Regions from separate parts of the Danio rerio genome. Here region 1 is linked to region 2. A link is a contact called in public Micro-C data. All regions are on one chromosome and are shown on one strand. Each heading gives the region's core, a stretch centred on a gene start, on an enhancer-like site or on the middle of the called end of the contact. The rest is flanking DNA. Distances are from core to core; before and after follow the strand shown.

Evidence for each region. A called contact is a pair of places that touch in the nucleus more often than the background predicts.
Region 1: a contact with region 2 is called in a Micro-C map of caudal fin, with 13 times the contacts expected there. The contact joins two enhancer-like sites. A contact is called at or near these places in 2 of 18 Hi-C or Micro-C datasets (caudal fin and hematopoietic stem cells).

The regions. Positions count from the first base shown.
Region 1 is chr8:59,662,879-59,669,799 of GRCz12tu, reverse strand. It overlaps agtpbp1 (ATP/GTP binding carboxypeptidase 1), which reads left to right. Exons shown (of 26, transcript NM_001024445.2): 24 at 1,156-1,332; 25 at 3,718-3,887. Among named protein-coding and RNA genes, the nearest start is that of agtpbp1, 45 kb to the left of the region's middle. Within about 2 kb of position 2,784, at least 8 of the 62 cell types and tissues checked have an H3K27ac peak or open chromatin away from gene starts, as enhancers often do. A contact at or near this core is called in caudal fin, where this site is marked.
Region 2 is chr8:59,374,245-59,381,379 of GRCz12tu, reverse strand. rasef (RAS and EF-hand domain containing) reads right to left here. Exons shown (of 18, transcript XR_012384794.1): 14 at 5,077-5,191; 15 at 4,425-4,544; 16 at 2,845-2,921; 17 at 440-1,431. Among named protein-coding and RNA genes, the nearest start is that of rasef, 33 kb to the right of the region's middle. Within about 2 kb of position 1,454, at least 22 of the 62 cell types and tissues checked have an H3K27ac peak or open chromatin away from gene starts, as enhancers often do. A contact at or near this core is called in caudal fin, where this site is marked.

The sequences.
Region 1 (6,921 bases), core at 1,535-4,034, 290 kb before region 2:
CTGCCGCTGCACAAATCCTACTTTCAATCTCATGTTCCATCCTTCCCTCACTCGTGAACAAAACCCCAAGATACTTGAACTCCTCCACCTGGGGTAAGGACTCTCCTCCAACCTGGAGATGGCAAACCACCTTTTTCCATCGGAGCACCATGGCCTCGGACTTGGAGGTGCTGATTCTCATCCCAGCCGAGTCACACTCGGCAGCAAACTGCCCCAGTGCATGCCGAAGGTCCATGTTCGATGAAGCCAATCGAACAACATTGTCTGCAAATAACAGATGAAATCCTATGATCCCTGAACCGGACCCCTTGAAATTCTGTTCATAAAAATTAAGAAAATAATTGGTGACAAGGGGCAGCCCTGCTGGAGTCCAACATGCACTGGAAACAAGTCTATTGCCGGCAATGCAAACCAAATTCCTTCTCTGTTCATACAGGGACGAGACGGCCCTTAACAGAGCGCCTCTGACCCCATACTCCAAGACCAATCGATTGCCTTCTCCAAGTCCACAAAACACATGTGGACTGGTTGGGCATACTCTCATGAACCCTCGTGCACCCTGGTGAGGGTGTAGAGCTGGTCCAGTACCACAGCCCAGACGAAAACCGCATTATTCCTCCTGGATCCTAGCTTCAACCACTGGCCAAATCCTCCTCTCCAGTACCCTGGCGTAGACTTTTCCCGGGAGGCTGAGGAGTGAGATTCCCCTATAGCTGGAGCACACCCTTCTTAAAAATGCGAACCACCACCCCAGTTGCCCAGTCCAGAGGTACTATCCCCAACCTCCATGCGACCTTAATTTTAAGGCTCTCTGGTGTTAGAAAGTTGAGTTTTACCCTTTTTTAATCCATCCAGCCACTCTCTGGGTCTGATGAGAGCATTTTAGCTTAGCTTAGCATAAATCACTGAATCAGATTAGACCATTAGCATCTCACTCAAAGTGACCAGAGTTTTTACTATTTTTCTACCTAAAATTGGACCTTTTTTTGACATCATGGCAAAGATAAAATAAATCAGTTATTAGAAATGAGTTATTAAAACTATTATGTTTAGAAAAATGTCCTTTCCGTCAAACAGAAATAATAAATAGAGACGCTATTAATTCAGGAGGGCTTATAATTCAGACTTCAACTGTATATTGTTGGCGTGTTGCAGACTCTGCCTAAGCTGCTGTCTCAGATGGCTCCAGCGTTCAGTCTGTCCAGCTGCAGTTTTGTGGTGGAACGCTCTAAAGAAGCCACGGCGCGTGTGGTGGTGTGGCGGGAGATCGGCGTGCAGCGCAGTTACACCATGGAGAGCACACTTTGTGGCTGTGACCAGGGCAAATACAAGGTGAGCTCCGACTATTTTTACACAAACACAGAAGGTTAGTTAGATTTTTCTATCTAATGGTCACGTGAAGTGCTTTGAAATGTGAATTTTTTTTATTCTGTTTAGCGTAATCTCAACTAAAACATGAAGAGAGGGCGGGACATAAAGTAGCTCCTCCCTTTAAAAAAAAAAAAACAATAGTGTCAATAGTCAATAGTGTTTTGTTTTTTCACCACTTTGACAGTGAGAGTGGTTGAGCTCAAGCGCATCAATAAAAAGCAAATGAGAAGAAGAGGTGGGGCATGTCAGATACTAGAGAGCATTTGATTGGTCAAGTTTTGATGAGAAACTGAAGTATGAGGTAACGTGTAACAAATCGTTGAAAGATTTAGGCGGAAGTGGAAAATACAAGCTTTGGATGTTTTATATCTTCTAAATGCGAATTTTGTCACTGTTTTGGAGCACACTAGCTTATAGATATCCTTAAAACGAAAGGCTAGGCTGGTTTAAGCTGTTTTTTTGAGTCAGTATAATATAACACTGTACCATATGGCTCAAAAACTATATGGTATTACTATAGTATTATTTCAGTTGGTTTAGCAGAGAGGTGTCCAAACTCGGTTCTGGAGGGCCAGTGTCCTGCATAGTTTAGCTCCAACATCCTTCAACACACCTGCTGGGAAGTTTCTAGTAAACCTAAACCGCTTGATTAGCTGCTTCAGGTGTGTTTAATTAGGGTTGGAAATAATACCCTGCGGCAAAATCCAGCTTAAACCAGCCTAGGCTGGTTGGCTGGTTTTAGCTGGTTGACCAGCCTGGTTTTAGGGGGTTTTGGCCATTTCCAGGCTGGTTTCCAGCCATTTCCAGCCTGGTCTTAGCTGATCAGGCTGGAAAATGACGAGCTAAATCCAGCTAAAACCAGCTTGAACAGCCTGGTCTAAGCTGGACATAGCTGGTATTGGCTGGGCTTCCAGTCTGGCTAGGCTGGTCAAGCTGGTTTTAGCTGGTCATCTCCCAGCCTGACCAGCTAAGACCAGGCTGGAAATGGCTGGAAACCAGCATGGAAATGGCCAAAACCCCTCTAAAACCAGCCTAGCCAACCAGCTAAAACCAGCCAACCAGCCTAGGCTGGTTTAAGCTGTTTTTTTTAGTAGGGTATGCAGGACACCGGCCCTCCAGGATTGAGTTTGGACACCCCTGGTTTAGCGCTATTGCTGATTTGCATCATACTTTCACAGTCAGCAAATCTGTTACAAACTGGAGACCAAATTTAAAACGAGAAAGAAAATATGATTCGCTAACACACGACAGCTAAACATAAGTCTTAATGTCATTGGGCTAATTTATGTTGTTGATTACCTCAGATGTGTTTCCAACCGTCTGGATAAATAAATGTCTCTGTATATTACATGACTTGTTTTGATGACGAATGTGAACAGTAGATGGCGCTACAGGCTAACTGTGAAATATTTAGCATTCTCACGTCTCTGATGGTGTGACTCACTGTCTTGTCTGCAGAACGCATAATGGCGTCTCTGTGAGTTTAAGTAACATGGCTGAAGCTTCTTTCTGTCGAATATCTGAATAAGTCAGAGCTCAGCTGAATATTTACATTTAATAAACTAGTGTTAGCATGTGTTGGATTATCACTTAGCAACAGTCATTTTCTGTCACACTGAGCCTTGGTGTTACACTGCTTCTCGTAGAGTTTTGTCTTGTTTCTTGACAAAATATCTAAAATAAAATAAAAAAAATTAAGAAGCATTTCTAGATGAGCAAAAATATTGTCTTGTTTTTAGAAATAATACATCAAAGTTTTTTTTTTCTATAACAAGATAAAGAATCTGCCAATGGGGTTAGATAATGTTGTTTTCGCTTTGAAATTAGACTATTTTACTTACCTCATCAAGGTAAAAGCTCACTTAATTGTAACTTATCATTATTTTTTTTTAAATTTCACAAGATCTTTCATATTTTAAATATATGGGGTATCGTGTCTAGAACTATGACTGCTGAAAAATCCAGCTTAAACCAGCCTAGGCTGGTTGGCTGGTTTTAGCTGGTCGACCAGGCTGGTTTTAGAGGGGTTTTGGCCATTTCCAGCCTGGTTTAAGCTGGACATAGCTGGTTTTGGCTGGGCTCCCAGTCTGGCTAGGCTGGTCAAGCTGGTTTTAGCTGGTCATCTCCCAGCCAGACCAGCTAAGATCAGACTGGAAATGGCTGGAAACCAGCCTGGAAATGGCCAAAACCCCTCTAAAACCAGCCTGGTCGACCAGCTAAAACCAGCCAACCAGCCTAGGCTGGTTTAAGCTGGATTTTTCAGCAGGGAGGATGATAATGTATTTACTGTGTACTGAAATAAGGCTTTAACATCAGCAAAATGAGTGAAGATCTTTGTGTTTGCAGGGTCTTCAGATTGGTACGAGTGAACTGGAGGAAATGGGCTCTCAGTTTTGTTTGGCTCTGCTGAGACTCAGACGCTTCACGTCCCCATTAGAGCTTCACAACCACAACTCTCATCTGCTGGACATGGAGAACGAGCTGATAGACACACGCCACATTCCCAATATCACCAGGTAATCACACACTTCACATCCCCAGCATCATCAGGGGAACACACACAATATCCTCAACTTCACCATTTATACACATACAACATTACCAGGTAAACACACACACATACATACATACATACATACATACATACATACATACATACATACATACACACACAAAAAATTCCCAACATTACCACGTAAACATACACATGCAACAATCCCAACATTACCAGGTAAACACGCACATGCTCCCAACATCACCAGGTAAACAAACATACACTCACACACACGCAACATCCCCAGATAAACACACACACACACACACACACACACACACACACACACACACACACACACACAGGCAACATCCCCAAAATCACCAGGTGAACACACACACACACACACACACACACTAACACACATCTCCAATATCACCAGGTAAACACACACTTCACATCCCCAGCATCATCAGGGGAACACACACAATATCCTCAACTTCACCATTTATACACATACAACATTACCAGGTAAACACACACACATACATACATACATACATACATACATACATACACACACAAAAAATTCCCAACATTACCACGTAAACATACACATGCAACAATCCCAACATTACCAGGTAAACACGCACATGCTCCCAACATCACCAGGTAAACAAACATACACTCACACACGCAACATCCCCAGATAAACACACACACACACACACACACACAAACACACACAGGCAACATCCCCAAAATCACCAGGTGAACACACACACACACACACACACACACACACTAACACACATCTCCAACATCACCAGGTGAACACACACACACACACCCGCAACATCCCCAACATCACCAGGTGAACACACACACACACACCCGCAGCATCCCCAACATCACCAGGTGAACACACACACACACACACACACACACACTAACACACATCTCCAACATCACCAGGTGAACACACACACACACACCCGCAACATCCCCAACATCACCAGGTGAACACACACACACACACACCCGCAACATACCCAACATCACCAGGTGAACACACACACACACACCCGCAACATCCCCAACGTCACCAGGTAAACACACACACACACTAACACACATCCCCAACATCACCAGGTAAACACACACACAAACGCAACATCCCCAGCATCATTAGGTGAACACACACATACATATACACACACTCTCACATCCAACAGCACCAGGTTAACACACACACACAAAACATCCCCAACATCACCAGGAAAGCACACACACACACACAGCATTAGCATGTAAAAACACATACAAAATCACCAGGTAAACACACATACACACACACACACACGCAACATACGCACACACCACGTCCTCAACATCACCAGGTAAACATATACTCACACATGCAACATCTACATAACCACCAGGTGAACACACACACACACACACACACACACACACTTACAACATCCCTAACATCACCATGTAAACACACACACACACACACACACAACATCACCAGTTAAACAAACACATGCTCACAGCATCCCCAAGATCACCAGGTAAACACACACACATACACACACACACACACACACTCACTACATCCCCAACATCACCAGGTAAACATACAGACTCACTCAGTCACCAACACACACACACACACACACACACACACACACAACAAATGTTCATATGAGCAGATCCAGCTCAGGACGTCCTGTCATTGTAACCAGCACACAACCACACAAGACGCAACAGCTGCCATATCGAATCTCAATACAACATTAAGCATCTAGGAGCCCGCAATAATGTTCAGAACAATAATAGCCACCATGATCCATGATGTCAGAAGAGTCTAGAAGCTTCTTGGGAACGTACTTGTGCCCCTCCCAGCGTGTGTATTTCTGTAATGGACACACACACACTCAGGATCTTGCAGCCTCTTCTAATGGCCGGCTCCACTTGAGGAGCTGCTGGTCACATGGGGCCCGGTGCACTTGAGTGAAAAAAAGAAGCACTCTGCTCATTACGCTCATCTAATCACCTGATCAAAACGCCCGCTAATCCACTTTGAGTCTGGCCTCCCGTCCCCTCGGCCCGTCTCGCTCGGATCCAGTTTCTTCCCCCTCACACCATTAAAACCATTAAAAACCCACTAAAACCAGCCCAACCACCAGACCACACATTAAACCATTTAACTGCTTAACAAGAGGGCCATAAAACCATCATCACTCTTAGTAAGGTTATTGCGTTACAGGGAGAAATGCCTGCTCTGAGGGTTTTCCACCGCTAAACCTGCAGGAGCCGTTTGTCGGTTTTCGTCGTATTGACCTGTCTTTATTATTGCTGATCTGAAGTATTCAACTGCTGTTTCGTAACTTGTCCTGCTATTTTTGTGATGCGCACATGAATCAATTGTGCAGTTCGTTCGTTCGTTCATTCATTCATTCATTCATTCATTCATTCATTCATTCATTCATTCATTCATTCATTCATTCATTCATTCATTCATTCGTTCATTCGTTCATTCATTCACTCGTTCATTCGTTCATTTAATAATTTATTTATTTATTCATCATTCCATTTATTTATGAATCCATTCTTTCTTTCATTTATTCATCTATTTATTTATTTATTTATTTATTCATCCATATATCCATCTATCCATTCATTTGCTTATTTATTTATTTATTCATCCATCCATTCATTCATTTGCTTATTTATTCATCCATCCATCCATCCATCCATCCATTCATTCATTTGTTTACTTATTCATCCATTCATTCATCTATCCATTAATTTATCAATTAATTGGTTTATTTACTTTGTTTATTTATCCATTCATTCTTCATCCATTTATTCATTTATTTACTTATTCATCCATCTATTTATTAATTTATTTGTTTACTTATTCATCCATTTATTCATTCATTCATTCATTCATTTACTTAATTATTACTTTATTCACCAGTCCATCGATTTATTTATGCATTTATTTATTAAATCGTCCATACACATATTTATTAATTTATTTATTT
Region 2 (7,135 bases), core at 205-2,704:
GAGTGTGTAAGTGCATAAGTACATAGTGCATGAGTGCATAGTGTGCCATTTGGGACGCAGCTGACATTTTTTTTTTTTTTTTTTTACATTTCAGTACAAAAATTTTGTATCAAGACAAGCCTAATATGGTAAAGGAATCAGTTCATTAACTTAAGTTTAATATAAGGCATCTAAATTGTGTGTTTGGGAAAGAAAATGTTAGCTAACTAGTGCCATTTTCCTTAGCTAAAAATAAGGTTGGATATCCTTTTTCTTATTTTCGCTACATATTCAGAACAGACCTTCGGGTCACTCGGAAGGCGGTGAAATTATAAATTGGTGTCCATTTCTCTTCGCTGTTAAGATATACAGCCAGGTACACAACATTCCTCTGTGACTCGAGCGATACTTCCGGGTTTCTTCCCACCGCAGCCTCGGTTTCGCTGTTTAAAATGGCGGCCGCAGAAAATCAGTCTATAGTGTTTTAAATGACGCTCAGTTTGTTGTTCTGAGCAAGCGGTCATATATAAGAGGAAAACCTCACAGAAGCAGACAGAACTGAGATATAAACAAAGAATTACAAGAAAAAGGAAATTGCAAGATATAAACAGAACTATAAGTAAAAAAAAAGAATCTGAACTAGTGAGACAAAAATCTGAATTGAGACAAAACAAATCAGAAACGTAAGATGTAAACTCACACTTTTTAAGGGCAGAAATGAGCTCACATTATCTAAACTTACAAAACACACACTTCATACAGTAACACACACTTCATACAGTAGATCTATTACAGAACTACGACAACATTCTCTTCGTTTTACACACAATAAATAGTAAGGTGCAGCACAGTAAACTCTGGGCTAATAATCAGCTGCGGTATAAAAGTTATAAGGGCTATTTAAGGCAAAGATTTTCATAAAATCCTGAAGACAATACTTGAAGATATTTAGCAATGGAGGTAAAGTTGGTTTTATATTCGGATATTCAGACATTCTCCTTAATAATATAATTTCAGAAAAGTACTCTTTGCAAATTCTAAACAGGGAAATCATATAAGCAGCCAGTGACTATCAAAGTACAACATTGTTCACAGTGAATTAGACAGTGTCAATGTTGTTTAGAAGTCATACTAGCATGCTAATTCCGATCGAATATTCAAAGTAACGTTAACAAGGTAAACACAATAGAGACTGCTAACGAATGTGCGAATATAAAACCAACTTTACCTCTTAAGTTATTACCACGGTAAAAATTCTCCAACTTGGTTTTCCTTCATGACGCGCTGAATAAATAGTTGAACGGTTAAATACTTGATCAGTGTGTGGAAGTCGACGGGTTTATCCATCAGCCCATGCAGCAGTTTGGACTGGACATCTTCTTGGTATGATTTCCAGACAGTTTGGCCACTGACACAGGCTCTTTGTAATCGTCGGCGTGTTTGGTCACCTCTCTTTAACGTACAAGGAAAAAAGAGAGAGGAAACAGGGAGTGAAAATAACCCAAGAGCTATGACTCTGCTGCCCTCTTGTGCCTTGTCTTATTATTACAAATGATTCTGTTTGCATATAAAATCTGTGACAAAATCTGTGCAAATTTTATTTCTTTCCCCCCAGAAGTGCTATTTAACAGAGCCACATTTTTTATTTTTTATTTTTTTACAAATTTAAGGGGGTTGAACAATTAAGCAATTAATTGGTTCTCTCCAAAATCTCAAGAATTGTGTTGTTTCAGCTCATTTTAATAAGTAACATGAACAAGCAGCTATAAGACAATTTATTGTCTTTCTGTGGAATACTGTAAACCCAGTGGTTCTCAAACTTTTTTCACTATAAGTACCACCTCAGATAATAATCGTCTCTTCACGTACCACCATAACGACCGGTATTGAAATACAGTTGCGTATTAGGCCTTATTAAGCGGCTAAAGCTGTGCACAGTTCAAAACAAGCCAGATTACTTATTATTATTATTATAAATATTTATCATTGTCAGCCACTTTAACCATTCTAAATAGTTTTAGCATTAACGCTGTACTGTGCTTTCAGGTAAAAAAAATAAACAAAATGTAAACATTTAAATTAAAACGTGCTTTAAAAGTTAATTAAAAATGGCACTGTTCTCAAAAAGTAAAAAAGAAAACTGCTGTACTTAAATGTAAGGTATTATCATAAAGTAGCCTATTCATCAAAACACCTGAAATGTTGCTTGGACCTCATAAATATAGACTATGTCATCATATTCATTATTTTTTTTTTTTTTATAAATTATCTTTAAAATCATTAACGTGTATTTTAAATGTTCGAATTGGATAGAAAAATTGTAATTAGAAATTAGATCTGCTTATTGTGCGTTAGAGTAGGCTTTGTGTGTCAGAAAAGCAAGTGATTAAACTACACATGTCAACATTGGGATATATTAATACAGGATATGCCCCCAACAACCGTTACAAATACGGGGAGGAAATTAGCTTCAAATAATTGAATACATAACAATATTGAAAATAAAATAAAAGGTTTAGCCTATTAAAATCAATTTACAGATCACATCGATGTTATCGAACACGTTAAAGGGTTAAAATTGTGTTCATTTATTTTTTACTTTAATTATTCAGCGATTGCTCCCTGTACCACTAGAAGAAAGCATGCGTACCACTAGTGGTACACATACCACAGTTTAAGAAGCACTGCTGTAAACTGTTCAACAAATGAAAAATGTTTTGTTTTTTGTGTGTGTGAACTTCGTTTAAATTCACATCCATTCTATGAAGAGCGTACACTCATCCTCTGCCTATAGCACATTGTTTTTGCTAATCATCACAATTATTGACTATACTAATATGTTTTTTATTCAGGAGCAGGACTTACCGGGCTAAATGAAGAACAGCTTCAATGATGTTGGATCCATCTTTTGCACTCGTCTCACAGAATAAGGCACTGTATGTCTGAATATATAGAAGAGACACAGTTTAGCATTTATGCAAAAAAAAAAAAAAAAAAAAACTATTAGCCAAGGGAAGGAGTTTAAAGGTTTAAATGGATTGTTTTCACCTAAAAATGAACATTTAATTAAATTCAATTCAGCTTTATTTGTTTAGCACTTTTACAATGCATATTGTGTCAAAGCAGCTTCACATAAATGGTCATAGTAAATGGATAATCTTGTTTTTCGATTTGTGTTAAGATTATTTTGCTTACCCCATTGGCAGATTATTTAGCTTGATTTAAGGAAAACCCATTTTGGCATATTATTTCTTAAAACAAGACAATATGTTTTGCTTGTCTAGAAAATGCTTCTTGATTTAAGAACTTTCAGATATTTGGACTAGAAACAAGACAAAAAATCTAAGTAGGAAAAGTATAGATTAAGGAAAGTGATTGAGTAATTCTGTTGATTGAAAGTTGATTGGAAAATAAAGACGTTTTTATTTGCCTACGGACTCTGACTTTACGCGTACGAAACTTGCTTGCTCTACCAACAATAGCGGCAATTGGAAAGCCACTACAGAGCCAAAGGACTATCGGTTGTGTATTTAGGATGGAGTCAGAAAATGTAAAATAGTTGCGAACCTCTTGTATGTAATTCCTCTCTGTCATCGAATTATTCATTTGTATCTAATAAATTACTAATATTTTTTGCATTTTTTTCTTATTGAAAACGCATGGAATTGGCTAGATATTCCAACATTGTTAAAGGGACGAAGGCAAAAAGAGAATGAATGAATATCAACATACAATGAAATTAAAATAAAAAAAAACATGGCAACAAATAAAACATTCATTCATTCATTTTATTTCAGCTTAGTCTTTGTTTTTTAAGAGGTCACCACAGGAATGAACCACCAACTACTCCAGCATATGTTTTGCACAGTGGAAGCTTTTCCAGCTGCAACCCAGAACTAGGAAGCAGCACCCATACTCTCACATTCACCCACACCCACTCATACACTATGGCCAATTTAGTTTATTCAATTCCCCAATAGCACATGTGTTTGGACTGGAGAAACCGGAGCACCCGGAGAAAACCCACACCAAGACAGGGAGAACATACAAACTCCACACAAATGCCAACTGACCCAGCTGAGACTCAAACCAGTGACCTTCTTGCTGTGAGTGCGAACCACTGAGCCACTGTTGTGCTTTTTTTAATAAAATCTAGGCCACTGCTTGAAAAAATATCCTCATTTTAAATTCAAAGAGTCCAATCTTCTGAGGCATGCGAGAGTTTTGAGTGACAAAAAAAAGATTTCAGAATATCGAGATTCAGCTGCACAGACTGCTGCTGCGCTGCTTTGATGACTGTTTTGAAGCTCAAAGTTCCTCTGTTCGTGATTCCAGAGAGAATCAAAGTCACGTGGTGTGCATGAGAGTAAGACGAAGACACTTTTCATTTTCGAGTCCCTGTTAAAAGCTGAAAGCAAGACTAAATGTCAGAGAAACACACAAACCATGGCCAGTTTCTCTCCATAGCTGGTTGGAATGCAGGTGACTCCGTCCTGAAGAGCCTCCTTCCTCAGATCTGTCTTATTGCCCACTAGCATGATGGGAATGTCATCCTGAGAAACATCCTGCATCAGAGAACAATCACAGCAGCGTTTTAAGCCAACCCAGCAACCAGATGATGTACGGATGTAACCCTTTACTTTATTGGGTGCACGAGAAACCATTTATGGTAACTTCATTGACTGATTACAATATATATATATATATATATATATATATATATATATATATATATATATATATATATATATATATATATATATATATATATATATCACTTAGAGCAAACCCGCGCCAACACGGGGAGAACAAGCAAACTCTATACAGAAATGCCAAATGGCCCAGCTGGGACGCTTGGTGACAGTGCTAACCACTGAGCCACCGTGCCGCCCCAATGGTAAATAGGATGGTTCGAAGTTAGTATACTATGATGATAAATATAAATCAAAGTAGCTTCGGTGGCTGTTATCACGAAAAAACATACCTTGGAATGTCGTGATTGACTAATCAGAATGAAGTATTCCCGAAAAACCCTCATCCCTTACATATTATTACTATGATAGCCATTATTTAAATGAGACGCTGTGGAGGACATACCTCGATGATGTCGACCCATTCTCGCACATTCAGAAAGCTCTTCTCACAGGTGACGTCGTACAGCAGAAGAACTCCATCCGCTCTCCTGAAGTATGACTTAGCAATGCTCCGAAACCTGCAAAAAGACAACAGAGTGTCCAACATTTAGCTCATAGTGTACTTCAGTTTAAAATTCATTCATTCATTTTGTTTTCGGCTTAATCCCTTTATTAATCTGGGGTCGCCACAACGGAATGAACTGCCAACTTATCCAGCATATGTTTTACGCAGTGGATGCCCTTCCATCCCCAACCCATAGTTTTGGCATTGATTTTGTTCCATAGACTTGACAAACTGTCAAGTCTATGGAACAAAATCAATGCCAAAACTATTGAATTAAAAAGCTTGTTGAATAGCACAAACTGAAAAATATAATACACCATATTAACAAGTTCTTGCATTTTAATGACTTGAATTCCAGGGTTGGTATTTTTAGGTCCTGAAGTTTAACATAGCTGTTTATTTAAGCTGTGAATATTTCAATGAAAAAATATTTCAAACACGTTTTCATACTTGAAAATTCAATAACTCATTTTCAATTTTCAGATTTCACTTACAACATATTCAATACTCTTTAAAAATACGATGTATAATATTCAAAAGGCAATTTTCAGTTCATTTTATTTCAGTTCAAATATTCGCTTCCATAAATTCAGTGGTTTAAAGTCGACTGTTAAAATTCAACATTACATCCGGGAACTGCAGGAAAAGCAATAGATTGCAGATTGAAGATTGCCAGCTGCTCTTTCACCAGCAGGTGGGGATGGAATCATATTTTCATATTTCAAAAGTTATATTTTCTGTCTTTTAGTATACATATATAATAGACTTGCTTTGTTTACCAAATAAGTGGATCTGGATGGATTTGCATTGTAAACATTAAATACAAGTAATTATTTTGTATTTCATAGATCAATTTTTTTGTTACAGTATGATACTCCCTAAATCATTCCGCATAAATCCGCAGATTTTTTTACAAAATTCTCTGCAGAAATAGCAAAAAATATCCACAGATTCTGCCTTGCCATAGTTATGAGCAGTGTTGAGTAAATTATTTAAAACAAGTCATGAATTACTAATTACATCATTAGAATTGTATTTTAAAAAACATTTCTGATGAATTATTCTGAAAAGTAATTACCTAACTTAAAATCCAGATAAATCTCACTAGAAATAAAACAATAATATAATTATTTCAATTTAGATACAAAGGCTTTTAGCTTTATTAATGAAATGACTACTTAAGAAAACCTAGACATCATATGTATCAAAACATGACATGTCAAAGGAATGATGCAATATTTTATAAATATTTTGTCATTCATTAATGATGCTTGATAAATGTAAACTTCAGTTAAAAAATCGAATTTGTCTGCAATATACAGTTGAATCAAATTATTCGCCCTCCTGTGATTTTTTTGTTTTCTTTTTTAAATATTTCCTAAATGATGTTTAAGAGACCAGGTAATTTTTCACAGTATTTCCTAAAATATTTTGTCTTGAAAGTCTTGTACATTTTATTTCAGCTAGAATTAAAGCAGTTTTTTAATTTTTTAAAAACCATTGTAAGGTCAATATTATTAGCTTCCTTAAGCAATATTTATTTTTCGGTTTTCTATAGAACAAACCATCAATATACAGTGAATTGCCTAATTAATCTAACTTGCCTAATTAACCTAGTTAAGCCTTTAAATGTCACTTTAAGCTGTATAGAAATGTAGTGAAAAATATCTAGTCAAATATTATGTACTGTCATCATATGGCAAAGATCAAATAAATCAGTTATTAGAGATGAGTTATTAAAACTAATATGATTAGAAATGTGCTGAAAATAATAATTCTGACTTCAACTGTATATTTGTACAATAAAACAATGCCATTTCTCTGCATCTTAATTTGTTTTCACAGAACTTTAATCTACGCAGTGACTTTACGGGATACATTTTTAAGCTGATCAAAAATAACTTTATTTAAAAAGTGAATGAATTTAAGTATCTTGGCATTACTCTAGACATTAATA